2 separate regions of the Mus musculus genome follow, and region 2 is linked to region 1. Evidence: chromatin contacts called from public HiChIP or PLAC-seq data. All regions are on one chromosome and are shown on one strand. The core of a region is the stretch at or near the end of the contact, and the rest is flanking DNA. Distances in the headings are between cores, read along the strand shown. Region 1 has its middle 51 kb from the start of Gm27162. Region 2 has its middle 14 kb from the start of Gm32171.

Region 1 (7,203 bases), core at 3,228-5,727:
AATGACCTCATACCCCCCTCCTCAGCTCCCCTACTTCTTACCTTCTCCCTCAACATATTAGTTTTACTCTCTCTGCCTTTCACCAGGTTTATCATCATTTTTAAATGAAAATATCCTTTGTTTTATATCCTTTGAGCTGACTGGCTTTTGCCGATAAAATATTCTTTGAGATGCTGAAATTTCTGCTTCGTTCTTTATCACCCTGCAAGCATTTTTTAAAAATTAGTTTATTGATGTTTTATAGTAAATTTCAGACTTCATTTTATTTACTTGACTTAGAGCCTCCAAATTACTTTTCACATTAGTGAAGATTTCCATAATTTAAAACACAAACATGCTTTCATGGCCCTGGGTTCTCAGGTATTGTGCCTCCCTCTGGGAATCATGACTGATGAAGCACATTTATATAGAATCATCGTGGTGAGAAAATGGTCCTAGAGTGGGCTTCTGAAAATTCACTTAGAGGTGTGATCCACTCTCAAGCTATAGAGACTCTCCATTTATTGTAAAATTAAGACCTTTCTGCTCTCTTGTTCGGAGATGATATAGCATGGTGTCTGGGCTCTCCAGAAACTGCATTAGGATGTATTAGCCTGAAGTTGACCTCACAGCAGCTATCATCTTTTTCCTGCCCAGCTTCTCATAGAAACACAGTAGAGGTGTGTACTGGCTGGCTTTGTCCTTTAACTTGACACAAGCTTCAGACAGGAGGGAACTTCAGTTGAGAAAGTGACTCCATGAGACCTAGCTGTAAGGCATTTTTTTCAATTGGTCATCAATGGGGAGAGACAAGGTCCAGCCCGTTGAGAATGGTGCCATTCCTGTATTGGTGGTCCTGGGTTTTATACAAAAGCAGGCTGAACAAGCCATGTTTATCGAGCCAGTAAACACCCCACCACCATCTCACCCCAAGGTTCCTCTCCTGCATGGCTCCATCAGCTCCTGCCTCCAGTTTCCTGATCTGTTTGGGTTCCTGTCTTGACTTCCTTCAATGATGAACATAATATGGAGTTATAAGCCAAATAAATCCTGTCCTCCCCATCTTGCGTTTTGGTCATGGTGTTTCATTGCAGGAATAGAAAGACTAAGACGGGGTGGTTCACAAATTACTACGAAAGTCATATGTATTTGGAAGAATGCCAGAATTAATCAGTACTTGATTGATGACAAAGAGGGAGGATTGTGCTCACAGAAAATGGTCTGTAGAAATGGTCATGCTCTGGCATTTGCCCCAGAGCCAATCCCTGTCTAAGTGTGTGTGTGTGTGTGTGTGTGTGTGTGTGTGAGAGAGAGAGAGAGAGAGAGAGAGAGAGAGAGAGAGCGCGCAACATCAGCAAGAAAGCTTGGAGGAGACTTCCTTAGCCAGGATCTCACTTTCTAGAAATCTCTCTCAAATCAGCTTTCACTTTAATCAGAGGATGATGCTGTTTTGATTGTCCCTTTATCCACTTACAGTTTCCCAGTTTCTCGACAACTGAGAACGGAGCGTGATCTTTTTACACTGTAATCTACAGGAACCAAAACAGAACTCTCCAGGCTGCTTGGAGACATTCTTATCTCGGAGTCAAAAGAATAATGATGTTCTTATGTTTAAAAATACAAAATACTATGCCCTCCAAGAAACGTTGTCATATTTTTAGGTCATAAGCACCAGAAGCAATTTCCCACAATCTAAAGTCTTTCTGTAGCTGTAAATGGGTTCTTGCTATGCTATTGAAGTACCAACTATTCTTACAAAACATCTCAGGATATAAATTCTGCAGATTTTCCTGAGAGTCATCTCAGTCTTTGTGTACACTAATCTGAGTAATTTTGGAAGATAGGAGAATATATTTTATAAGGTAGTTTTGGAAGAGATAAGAGAATCTATGCCACAATACATTGAGCACCAGAACTGTGTTAGTCAGAATCCCACTGCTTTTAACAAATATATCATATGATAAACTCGTGAAGATATTAAGCAGGCTGGTGAGTGGCTATGCAAGATAAGGTACTCGCTGCCAAGCCTGTGTGACCTGACTTAGATCCCCTAGAGCCCACATGGTAGAAATAGAAGATCAACTCTCATGAGTGGTCCCTTGACCTCCATGTATGCAAGCATGTGCATTCACACACATGTGCAAGAGCACGCGTGTGCATACATACAGAAAAAAAGTTATTTAAAAAGAACAAACGACTATGTTTTCCTTACAATTTTGTTAGTTTTGGTACAACACTTATTTCCACTCTTCCCAGTCCCACTTACCCCATTCACTGCTGTGTCAAATCAGCATTATGGAGACAGTACCTCCAAAAACCTCTCACCTCTGGGCTAAGTAATAAAAAGAGAAAGGAAGGAAAATGGCCCAGCTCCCACTAATCCTTTTAGAAAATATGTCTCCAGCCAAGGACCTCCCAGCAAGTGCCATCTTTAAATCTTCCCTTAAGCATTGTCAAGGGCCAAGGAGCAAGCCTCTAGAATATGGTCATTTAGGGAGGCATTGCATATACAAATCCAAGAAAGACGCTTATTTTTCTTAAGGTTCTGAAATGCTGTGAGGATGGCTGATGTAGCCAGAAGAGACTTTGACTCACTGGGTTGCAAATATTATTTGTGTTATCTATGCTATGATGTAAGTTTTAGGGGCAGAATGTGGCTGTCATACCTTGAGAAAGATATCTGAGGAACACCTCTGCATGGAAGCAATCATGTGGTTTGGACTCTGGTTACTCTAAGTGTAAGAGGTAATACTCTAGATAATAAAATAAAAAAATCTATAATATGCTTTGATGAAGAAAGAGATGCATTAGTATTTTGGAGTATATGCTTTGAAACAGTGAAACAAAATTATGAACACCTTTCTGAATTTTTTTCAAACAATTCCTTAACAGATTCAAAGCAGAGAACTCATAATTGGCATCAATGCCATTAAAAAAAATCTAGTGTTCTTAGTAATATTTACTGAATAACTCTTTGTATGATATCAATGTTTTATTTCAAGGTACATTACTAAAATAAATACTGAACCAAAAGAAATATTTGAAGCTAAGGGGATAGCTCAGTGTGTGAGAGCTTGCTGTGCAATCATGGAGACTGAAGTTCAGGTCCTCAGCACCCACAGGAACGCTGGGTGGGTTTGGAGGCTCTCCTATAATCCCTGGGCTAGGAAGACTGAGGCTGAGCATCCCCAGATCAAGCAAATCAGTGTGGTTTGTGTTAAAGTGGGAAACTCTGTCTCAATACGGAAAGTGACTGTGTTTACAGGAACATGTACCCATGTGCGTGTAAACACATACACATGTGTGTGGATTAAAATGGTGACCCACGTCTGGTCTGCCACAGGGCTAGGGCCTCTTTTGGAGGCAGGATGCCGGAGTTTTGACTGTTCATTCTCCATGCTGCTGCAGGGGGGGGGGGGGGTGTGTGTCAGGCTGTGAGAAGCCCCAGCCCCTGATCCGGGGTGGGGGAGCACAGTCTGGGGTCCTGGGAACCTGCCAAAGTCGGGCTCAGGGGTCTGGACCTGCACAAAGGTCGATGACGTCAGGGTCTCAGACTCTTGGGCATCCCAGGGGCCACTGGAGGCCACGGGCTGGATCTAGCCTGGAGCCAAAGGGAAAAGTGGGGAGGAGAGCTCCGGCTGGGTACCCAGGGGATGAGAGAGTCCTTGGCGAGTTCTGCCTGTGGCTTGACTTGGTGGCATTCAGGGCTGGGAGCGCAGAGAGGTCTCCTGTGGGAGATTAGACAGAGATCATTTGAGGAAGACCTGTTTCCCCCCCGTGGATTCTGATGAAAAGACGCAGTCCGTGGTTTTAAAGCATTTATTGGCATGGTGGAGAGTTGTGATGAGTGAAACTGTACCCCACTTTCTCAGGGTCAGCCTGAGGTTAAATACCTTTTACAGAGAGGAGTATCTGGGAAGGGGAGCTTAATTGGCTAAGCCTGTCAGACCTTCAGATCTGTGGTCACGTCCTCTACCTTTGGAGGGTCTTGGAGCTCTGTCCTTACTTGACTGATGGACACAGAGTGATGGAGAGCTGAGGCCTTGTGTCAGGAGCCTGGTATCTAGGAGTGTGGCAAAACACCTACCCTTGCAGGGCCACTTGCTGGGTCGCCAAGGTTTGAAACCTAGCTCAACCAGAAACCAGACTGTCTTTAATGGTTCTACATATGAGTTTGCATGGACACATAAATATTCAATTAATAGAAGAATGGAGCAGAAGTGTGTTGATGATTAAGGAATAATAATAATAATAATAATAATAATAATAATAATAATAATAATAAAACCCTCTAAACATCAAATACAGAAAGATCTGGGACACGACTTCTGCTTGTGGATTTGAGTCAATAAACCCAAAGAAGAGGGGACCTTAGTTCAGAAGAAGTGCTGGATCCGATCTCATAAATTTGTAGTATTTCTCATATTTCTTGACTGCTTCTCTATTAGTAATGTCTGTGGTCAAAGAGAAACTGTGACATCCACCTCTACAGGGTTCAGAATGTGGTTCTGACTCAGTTACTGCACTCTGAAATGCAGCTGCCTCACTTACTAGTCTCATGACTATAGAATCTTGGGCAAGAATTAGTCTTCCACTGCTTCTGTTGCCATATCTATAAATGTGGAAGGAGATGATATCTAGTCACAATGGATAATTCTTGTAAGAATTAATAAAACAATCCCAATAAATCACCAAGAGTGATGCCTGGTGACTCATCAGCATACAGTGTTAAGTATGGTCAGCATGACTGGGCATGTTTCAAAACATTTTTGTTTCAAAAATGAACACAACTTTATGGTTACAGGTATATTAATTTGTCAAGATGGATTTTTAAAGAAAGAATTCTTCTTCATTAAGCCTTGATTTGGGGACAAGTTCAATATAGTGAAAGTTGATTGAAAACAGTCACAGGCTCTCCTAAGTAATTAGTGGGAGTCCTTTGGGACATGTCTATGAGCATGCCTCGAAATTCTTTCTAGGCTGGGGATTCAAGAATGATGTTTTCTACTTGTGCCCACTGGGTTCACAAGGGAGGAAATGGGGTGAGAAGATATGACATTGTGCCACTGGCAATAGCCTTAGGAATAACATCTGTTCCAGAAAGAGGATGGCTGATCAGTCATGAACTCTTAGAAGGGATAAACACGGAGCCCAAGTACATTAGCCTTCTCCATGCCTGCCCAATCAGCCTCGCAAAAATAAACAGTTTATACATTCAAAGTAACCCAAGAAGGCCCCCTTGACAATTATTTTATAAGTATTTCTGGGGACACAAACACATTTCTCTGCTCCTTTGTCTGTGGCAGCCCTTCATCTGCCATGAGCTGTTAAAGTGGGATGTTAGCCTGCTATCCCAAGGCTCAAGGATCAGAGAGATATTTGGGAAGCAGAGATTGTCTTTATGTTTGCCACCCAGTGGCAAAGTACTCAGGTCTTCCATATCTCCATGAAAGCTTCATACCTATGCACCTGCCTAAGGTTTCTAACCACTAGGACATTTGATATGTGTCCAGGAGGCAGTTGCTGACAGCCTGGTGCATCTAACCCTTGAACATTTCCCATATGCTTTCCCATGAAAACTATAAAAGTATCTACCCCTAATGCATGGCTGCATGAATGCTGTGCAGCTGGGATTAGCTTGTCTATGGTGGAGATTGACACCTTCATATGCCATCAGAGCCCAGCACTGCAGGTCAACACACAGCATGCCTCTGGAACCCCCTGATCCCCACTCAGTGTCTCTCTGTTTCTATGCAGTGAGGATGCACTGTGAGAACATGTAGCATGTCTTTTACAGTTATCATGTGCTGGCCATGACATGAGGAAACTCATGTCCACAATGACCAGTTTTGATAAGGAACCATACTATGCTTCATGGATGAAACAGGGAAACACAAATCTACTTTACTGAACAAATCATCCATGTTCACATAATGAAAATGATGGCTCGAACATTCGGTTGACTCTCTTTTGAAGCATATGCACTATAATACTCTAGTATGTCAACGATCTTTCTTTCCCATTTATTTCAAGTTCTCTAAGCTTTCTGCAGCCAGGACAAGGCACATGTTTATTTCCATAGGAAACTACTTTTCTTACCTTACAAGGCCAAGTTCATGAGTCTTGTTTCAAAATATCTTGTTCTTCTCATTTGTCTTTTTTAGCTTTTTTCTCCTTTCACTAGAATGTCTGTCTCACTGTCTCTGTCTCTGTCTCTGTCTCTGTCTCTGTCTCTGTCTCTGTCTCTCTCTCTCTGTGTATGAAAACTTTTTCCTTGAAAGAGCTCAACAAGAAGCCATTTCTCCATCAAGGTTATGTTTTCTTGATTAAGAGACACTTCTCTGGGCTGGAGAGACAATCTTGGGTTAATTGAAGCATGATCAGTGGACATGGGTTCTTTGCCCAGCATCTACACTGCAGTTAACCACTGTCTGTAACTCCAGTCCCAAGGAATCTGATGCTGTCTTCTGATGTCTGTGGACACTGCATGCACATAGTGCAAAAAAAAAAAAAACATTAGGGTAAATAACACATAAACAAAAAAATCTAAAAATAATTGACGTCATTATTGACTCTTCAATTTGCATGAGTTCTGGCAAGATATATCGCAAACTCCAACAGATCCTAAAATGGAACTGCAAATGTTTGTTTGGCCATATGAAAACTTTTGTAATCTTTACCTTAATCAACTGTCAGCAAAGTAAGGTGAATCAAAACTGGGGATTTGTGTTAAGGCCTAGGTAACTCTTACCTATCTAGCCTGCTGTTTTGTGCTGTTCCTAATGGTATAAGGAAACTTTCCCGTAAGCTGTAGTTAGGGAATTTTCTCATGCTCTATTTGATTGCAGATTTTGTTATGTTCTGTGCTTTGGTGTTCTTTGAAACCAATCACAAGAAAGAATTCAGTTAGAACTGTTTTGTATAGATAAACACAGTAAGCTTGGACCTGAGCCAACAGCCAGGCAGCACTTCCTATACCAGTGTATAAGCTTTTATGGGTTTCTCCTTTTATAAGCTGCCTCTGGGAAGGACCCCAACACGCAAGAGGAACTTGCACCAATATAAGAGCCTATTAGAACAAGACTTCCATTTTGAATAGGGCTGTAATAAAATTTAAATTTCCAAGACCTTCTCAGGAACTGATATCCTACTTGACAGAAAAAGATATGTATGTGGGTAACTGACATATTGGTGGGCAAGTTAAGACATGAATGTTAGACAAGG
Region 2 (7,203 bases), core at 3,371-5,870, 260 kb after region 1:
ATTTTGTTCATTCCAGATATTTTCAAATTGACACCCAAGAATAGCCATCACAATTCATCCCTTGTCAATTTAACATACTATCACATCTCCTTATGTCCAAATGAAAACAAAAGCGGTGTCATGATCACACCTTACATAACTGTCCATTGTTCTGCTGTAAATGCATAAACAATAAGCTTACTTGAGTAGGACCTTGCCCAGAGGTCACTGCTCCCTTAATCCCATTTAATATCCTTAGGATTTAGTTCAGTTCCACTTCCTGGTGCCCCTTTAATCTTTGAACCATATATTTTGTGCTTTTATTTCTAAGCATGCTGTGTTTGATTTAAACACTCCTCCAAAGAATGAATCAGAGGACAGAGTTCAAACTAGAGTTTTTTGTTGTTGTTGTTGTTGTTGTTGTTGGTGGTGGTGGTGGTGGTGGTGGTGGTGGTGGTGTGTGTGTGTGTGTGTGTGTGTGTGTGTGTGTGGATGAATGCAATTAATCTATAGCTCTTTATTTTAGCCTCAGGCAGAGTCTTTGAAATATGGCAAAAAGCTGTCACAGTCTTCATCAAAATATCACAAGAATGATCTTTAGCAACATACTAAAATTCTTCTCCTCTGAAACCTCTTGAACTAGGCCCACACAGTTCAAATCACTCTTAGCATAACTGGCTTCCTTATTTTTACTAGGATGGCTCATTAATCCCCCACTTAACGCATTCTACTGCCTTCCAAATCCAAAGTTCCAAAATCCATACTCCTCCAAACAAAAAGATGGTCAGGCCTTTCACAGCAATAGCCCAGTCTCTGGTACCAACTTTTGTCTTAGGATTTTATTGATGTGAAGAGACACCATGACAAAGGCAACTCTCATAAAAAAAAGTATTGGGGCTGTCTTACAGTTTCAGAGGTTCAGTTCACTATCATTATGGCAGGAAGCATTGCAGTATGCAGGCAGACTTGGTGCTGGAAGAGACAAGAGTGCTATGTTTTGATCCAAAGGCAGAAAGGAAGAGAGGCTCTCTTTCCATACTGTGTACAGCTTGAACACCAGGAGACCTCAAAGCCCACCTACATAGTGACACACAATCTCCAACAAGGCCATACCTCCTAATAGTTATACTTCCCATGGGCCAAGCATATTCAAACCACCACATAGACTTATTCCAAAAGGATTTCATCATATCTTATTTTACAGAAGGAAAAGATATTTTGGCGAGGGGGTTATGAAGATGACAAATGACTCTTAAGTAAGTTGATAGGGTAAATAGCAATTTAGACACAAGGTCTTAGATTCCTAACTTTAGAAGCCTTGGGAGTTGGGTCAGCAGCAAGATTCTAAACATTATGATTGGAAGTTAGGGTATAAGGGACTTTAGGTTTAAATTTTGAGAGAAGATTATTAGCACCAGGCACTACATAGATTACTGGATATGTGGGTAGACTATTTCAAATATACTGGGACTAAAATGTAACTCATCGTCACTTCATCTACAACTGACTATAGAACATGCCTCCTTTGTCTTAAAATTATTGTTGATGTTATCATCATCATTATTCTTGATGGTTGTGGGCTTTATTTTTGCTCAGTTGTTTGTTTTAATGCAATACTAAAACAAAGAGGGAGTGAAAAGAGGATATTATATCCTTCAAAGGCTACTGGACAGAGGACAGCAACAGTAAGAGTACTGTGAATTGAAGCCAAGCAAAAGCTTTACAGAAGATTATGGGGGAAAAGCGAAGAGAAAGAAGATAGACTGTTTTCTGGAAAACTATCAAATTGTTTGCTCACAGAAAATTACATGAGCAGAAAACCCAAGGATGATTCATCTTTTAAAACCACCAGAACTGAATTCACAAGCCACAGGTGGCCTGGAAACAGATGGGCTAGAGCAATGACAGGGATAGTCACAAGAATGTGTCCACTGATTTAAGAATCTTTGGATTGTCATCAAAATGTAAATGCATTGGCTGAACCAATATCTATAATAAATCACGTTAAGAATTCAGCATGGGAGTATCTGGGACTGTAGTGAGTACAGAAAAGTAAATCTTTATCTCCAATGATGGCTTTCAAAATGTTATATGTAGTTTTTTTTTCCCTAATGTCTAGTAGAGTCGGCATATTTAGAAATACAGAAGCAAGGATCATGTGTATCACCCTAAAAGGTTATAAATACAGCGGGGTTGGAAGATCTCAAGAAAGGACTGAATGGGATAGGGTGCTTCATGCTAAAACTTAGAAGGATTACTTCACTTTAGAAATTCTTGGTGGCATAGTGTTAAAATTATTTTAAAATTAAAAACTTACATAGTTTATATATTTTCAAAGGAAGAATCTTTAGCAAAAGTGGGAAACTAAAGAGCGCTGTTGCCTCTTTGGATCACAAAAGTAGCCTTGAGAACTTCTGTCTAGCTGCTCAGGCAATGTGGACACACTCCAGTGTCAGGGATGTGATTTGTGCATTTTAAGCAGTAATTGACAGTCCTTGGATTATGAGTCATGAGAAGAAGGTCAACTTTGGTGACCTTTTCCTTTTGTTGGTTGCCAACAGCCATCATTGTAGACCCATGGCTAGGTTCTTTCAGCTCCAGCTCAGCTGTGAACATGGGGAGCACTTCCTATCTTTTAGCTCACTCTACTTTGCCTCCTCTCATGGAAAGAGAGAGGCTGATAATGAGCTGGACTATGGGCAGTGACTTAGCCCATTAATCATGCTTGTGACGTTCATCTTATCTCTTCCATCTTTTCTGGGTCTGGTTAGTCAGGGCAGCCTTGGTGTTCTCTCCCTTGACAGGCATATGCACACACTATACTGATATGTGCATTGTATCCACTCACTTCCTTCCTGACTATGAAACAGATCAGAGAGGTGAGAGCTTGGCTTTGAGATGTCAGGAATACACTTAGCCTGACTTGGACATGGGCTCCAGTGAGGTAGGCCAGACCAACATTTCCAGAAAATTCTATGTTCAAGTTTGAATCTTGACCCAGCTTAAGTAAAAGAAGAACACTCTCTGTATTATTTGTCTTCTGATGTTTTCATGGGGTTAATTTAAAAAGCTTGTTTCATATATATATTATACGGTGTCTGTGTCTGTGTGTGTTATAGGATTTTTCTTATGTCAATTTCATTTTCAAAGTGAGAACCATACCCTTGTATTTAGACAAGATTTAGATTTATGAAATTAAATCATCTCAACCCAGTAGGTGAGAATACAGCACTGGCCTGCTTTTCCTGTGGACATTCATTGAATCTCTGCTACAAATATCACATGGCTGTTGGTCATGGGATGGATATATAGAAGTACTAGATTAATTTCTTAGAAGGTAAAATTTTGCCACTTACAGATCACTTCCTCAATAATTCCCTCATGAGAAATGGGGAATCTGAAATTTATCTCTTGAGTTAAAAAGCAGGTGTGACTCAAGGGTGTTCCACTGGAAATGGGCATCCCAGAGTGGGCTTGCCTGCAGCATTTCTAACTTCAGTGTTGATCATCAGTTATGTACCTAAGTTCAGTGAATCTCTTCTCTTGGAGGCTGCTGCTATTTATCTAGCTTCACATTTTAACTCTAGATGCTTTACAGCAAGGAAGTTATTCAGATGTTTTGAAATCTTAGTCTCCTATTGAGAACTCTTAAAACAACATGCTATTTCAACACGTGTCCTTCCAAGGGCCAGTTGTTTGATATTCTTGGAGTCTCAATCCATAGCACAGGTGGATGTCTATTCTGTATGCTCTCTGGGTATTTGTATTTCTATCCATCAGAAGGAAGAAACTCTGGTTTTACTCTACACACAAAGGAAGTCCTTACTGTAGGTAGGGAGGTTTATGTGTAATCTTCCTTTCCTTCCTTCTCCTCCCTCCCCTTCCTTCCCCTTCTCTTCCTCTGTATGGTTGGCATGCCTTAAAGTGAAAATTCAAATGGCAATAATTGCCTGTGGGTCATAAAAAATCTCAGTTATCAGTCTAAAGCTGCTCATAAATACCACAGAAATGATCACTGGGTGACCCCTGCATTTTGCTAATTTCACTCATTGTCTCCTTATCATAAGTGTCACTAATATTGTTTTGTATTACCTCTATCTAGATTATAAAGCTACTCAGGCAAAGCAAAGCAATTAAGCACGGGAAAGCTAACCATCACTATTGTAGCTGCTGTGGAAGAGCTGCAGATAGATGAATGATAATGCCTGCCATAATAGGCCTAGCAGGGAAAACTGGCATCTAATTACTGACTCATACATAGCACTCTATAATAGACAGTATGGCAGATACCAAGCAATATGGAAGGAGAAGACATGGTTTAACAATTGCTAATATGCATTTGAATGAGAGCAATCAATAAAATACTACCTAGAAATTGTTCATACAAAATCCTCTCACACAATTTCTCCACTTGGTCCCATAAAAACAAACCATGCATGACCCGTTTTTAGTGCCCTCTCTGTCACAACCCACACTCAAAGCTCCACAAATTATAATCTGCACATTAAAATTGGTCTTCTAAGTGTCTGTCTCAAATACCTACTCCCAGAAAGATGGCCTCCTTGCAGCACAGTATTGCAGAGCATTGCCAGTGTGGTTAGCAGAATGTAGGTTAGGCCAGGAAGCCTTTGTGAAAGAGTAGCTGTTGGTGGTTTGGCTCAGAGAGCATAAGTCTTTCCAAGGGTGTCTTTACTGCTAGCTTAGAAGTGATGGATGGAGGCCACAGGCTGTTTTGGACTCAGGTCTCAGAAAAGTTCATGAAAAATGACATTATTGTACTTGGAGACTATCCTGGAAAGCCCCTCCGAGCTCAAGCCCTCCTTTGGTCAAGGCTTGAGAAGAGGGGTTTTTAAAGTTCACACACCCTTGTAACTGGCTTTTAAAGGATGGGTATGAACAGGACAGTCTGAGATATTAAAATTTCCACACACACCCCACCTCCCACTGAAAACCACAGAATGGGCCACCCGTTCCCTGACTCACTGCTTGGCACTGATAAAGCCCATGCTTACCACAGGCCCTAACACTAGGGAAGACAAGAATTCTTTCCTCAAGTCCCTAAAGAACATGTCAAAAGATTCTTTGACTTATTTCTTCATCTCTTTCCCTCACAAAGAGGCACAGCATTCATCACATTTCAGGGAAGTTCTGTGTTAGAAAGAAGCAAATGAGCTTCAGAACCATGTCATGTTCTCCTGTTCACATGAGCAAGAACAACATGCAAATTCCACCTGGCATTTTGAATTAGTGTATGTAGGACTAGACGTTCAAATCATGTTCTTTTCAGTCACCTTTGCTCCAGAGCATCTGTGGAGCACCATTTTGAGCCTCAGCCATTACAGAGAACATTAGAGATTGAAAGATGCGTTAGATGGGCCTCCCAAACCCAAGCAGATGAATGAACCTAGGCAGCAAAAGAGACTTGGGGGGTGGGGTGCAGAAAAATAGCAGTGCCCAGAGCACAGAGATAATGGTCAGAGTCTGGGAAGACCTCACTGTGAAGCTGAGGTAGAGGAAAAAGCATTAAGGTGGTTATAAGCACAAACTGAATAATCTTCTTAGTCTATCTACAGAAGAAAAATATGGTCCAGAGAGGTGCAATGATTTACCTTATATTAAACAGTTGCAAGTAAGCCACCTTGCTGTCAGACAAGAACAAGGAGAAGGGGGAATTGAAGGACAAAGCAGTTGAGAAGCTGGGCTGGGCTAGAAATAACCAAACCAGATGGATGAGCTCACATTTGAGGGAGGATTTTGATGCTTTTTAAATTATCACATGGACCACCTTGATGGACTCTTCTGGGATACACTAGAGGAGGCTATTCCAAGAAGATACTACAAAGGGATACAAAAGTGAGTGAAGACTTTACAAAAATTTCTGTAGGACAATGCATATCTAAAATCATTTTTTTGTTCTTTTGATTTGTAGCCTCTTGCATTGAATTCCTTTTCATGTCTGCCCTGGTTCTAGTTTTTAAAAAGGCCTAGTCAGTGAAATAATATCTTAAGAATTCATAGAATAACCCATGGTATTATGGTCAGGAATTCAATCACAGTACATACATTGATGAATCATTGTATGAGTGGTATTCTGCTAAGGCCGGCATTGTACAAAAGAGCCCCTAAGTTACAGCTGGATACCACATCTATATGGATAAATGAAATAAAAGAAGGACAGCGAAAGGAGTCCTTTAAGGTTTAAGTCATTTGCATGTGCTCTCTGCAAGTGCTTCCCATTATTGCTGCTGATTGTGTGCCTTCTCCCTTATCTGACTGACCTTATTCCCAAGTGCTTTGTAGTTTGTGCTGGCTTCTCTTCTCTTCTCTGCAGCCTGACATCACTTTTTCCTTTGCAACTCTTCCTCTTCCTACACATTAGCACAGCCTTGTGGGTAAGGCTGACAGTATCCTGGTATGCCATCACATCTGTAGGCAGTTCAAACTGACCGGTAAGCAAACTCAGCCAATTCACCAGCTCTCCTGTTCTCTTGAACATTTTCCCTGCAAACGATGCCAGCATCGTACCTGTATCAGAAATTTGAACATCATCCTGTTCTGTTTCTCCTTGACCTGTATATGCTAATGACCAAAGTCTTTTCTGATAATTTTTCATTCTTATCTATACCTTAGCTACCAGTCATTGGCCTCAAGAAACACAATTTCCCTCCATATTGACAGAGTTGAAAAATGTTGGCAGAGAAGCGCAGGAATTCATAGGGATGATGAAACCTCATGGTCTATATAGAGAAGCTATGGCAGGACCTCGGATTCAGGCTGAGGATGTCTCCTCCAGCACTTAGAAATCTGGAAGATGGCTTCTTCTCTTTGTTTCTGCTTCCACCCTCTTTCAAATACTCTTTGTGAAATTGCCATTAAGTTCATAGAGACAGAGAGACAGCCCTCCATAAATGCGAGCATAGCTAGTTTAAGCTGTTCTTGATCTTTACCCCAGGAATTATCACATTGGATTTCTAATAGCTGTGGGTAGCTGTCTCACCTACCATATTCCCACAATGCAGCGAGCTCCTTGTTCATATCTGTATTCTGCAGGGTACCTTTTAGCATGTGATACACAGAAACAAGCAGTAAGGGTATGCAGAACGGATACTGGTCCTTACCTTCAATGGGTCACTTTTGTGATAACATCAGTATGAGTCATATTGTCATGAGATCACTACATCAAGCTCACCAGTGCTTTCTATTACATCCCTCCTAACTGGATTT

The links. HiChIP or PLAC-seq counts read pairs in DNA pulled down with a chosen protein or histone mark.
Region 2: an H3K27ac HiChIP or PLAC-seq map of the NIH/3T3 cell line shows a contact between it and region 1, with 3 times the contacts expected there. The contact joins two enhancer-like sites. A contact is called at or near these places in 5 of 484 Hi-C or Micro-C datasets (the C2C12 cell line, adipose-derived mesenchymal stem cells, embryonic fibroblasts and 2 more) and 1 of 115 datasets of contacts at active chromatin or transcription factors (the NIH/3T3 cell line).

Annotation. Positions count from the first base shown.
Region 1 is chr9:32,976,429-32,983,631 of GRCm38.p6, forward strand. No RefSeq gene overlaps it. Among named protein-coding and RNA genes, the nearest start is that of Gm27162, 51 kb to the left of the region's middle. Within about 2 kb of position 4,478, at least 23 of the 459 cell types and tissues checked have an H3K27ac peak or open chromatin away from gene starts, as enhancers often do. A contact at or near this core is called in the C2C12 cell line, the NIH/3T3 cell line and adipose-derived mesenchymal stem cells, where this site is marked.
Region 2 is chr9:33,236,496-33,243,698 of GRCm38.p6, forward strand. No RefSeq gene overlaps it. Among named protein-coding and RNA genes, the nearest start is that of Gm32171, 14 kb to the right of the region's middle. Within about 2 kb of position 4,621, at least 27 of the 459 cell types and tissues checked have an H3K27ac peak or open chromatin away from gene starts, as enhancers often do. A contact at or near this core is called in the C2C12 cell line, the NIH/3T3 cell line and adipose-derived mesenchymal stem cells, where this site is marked.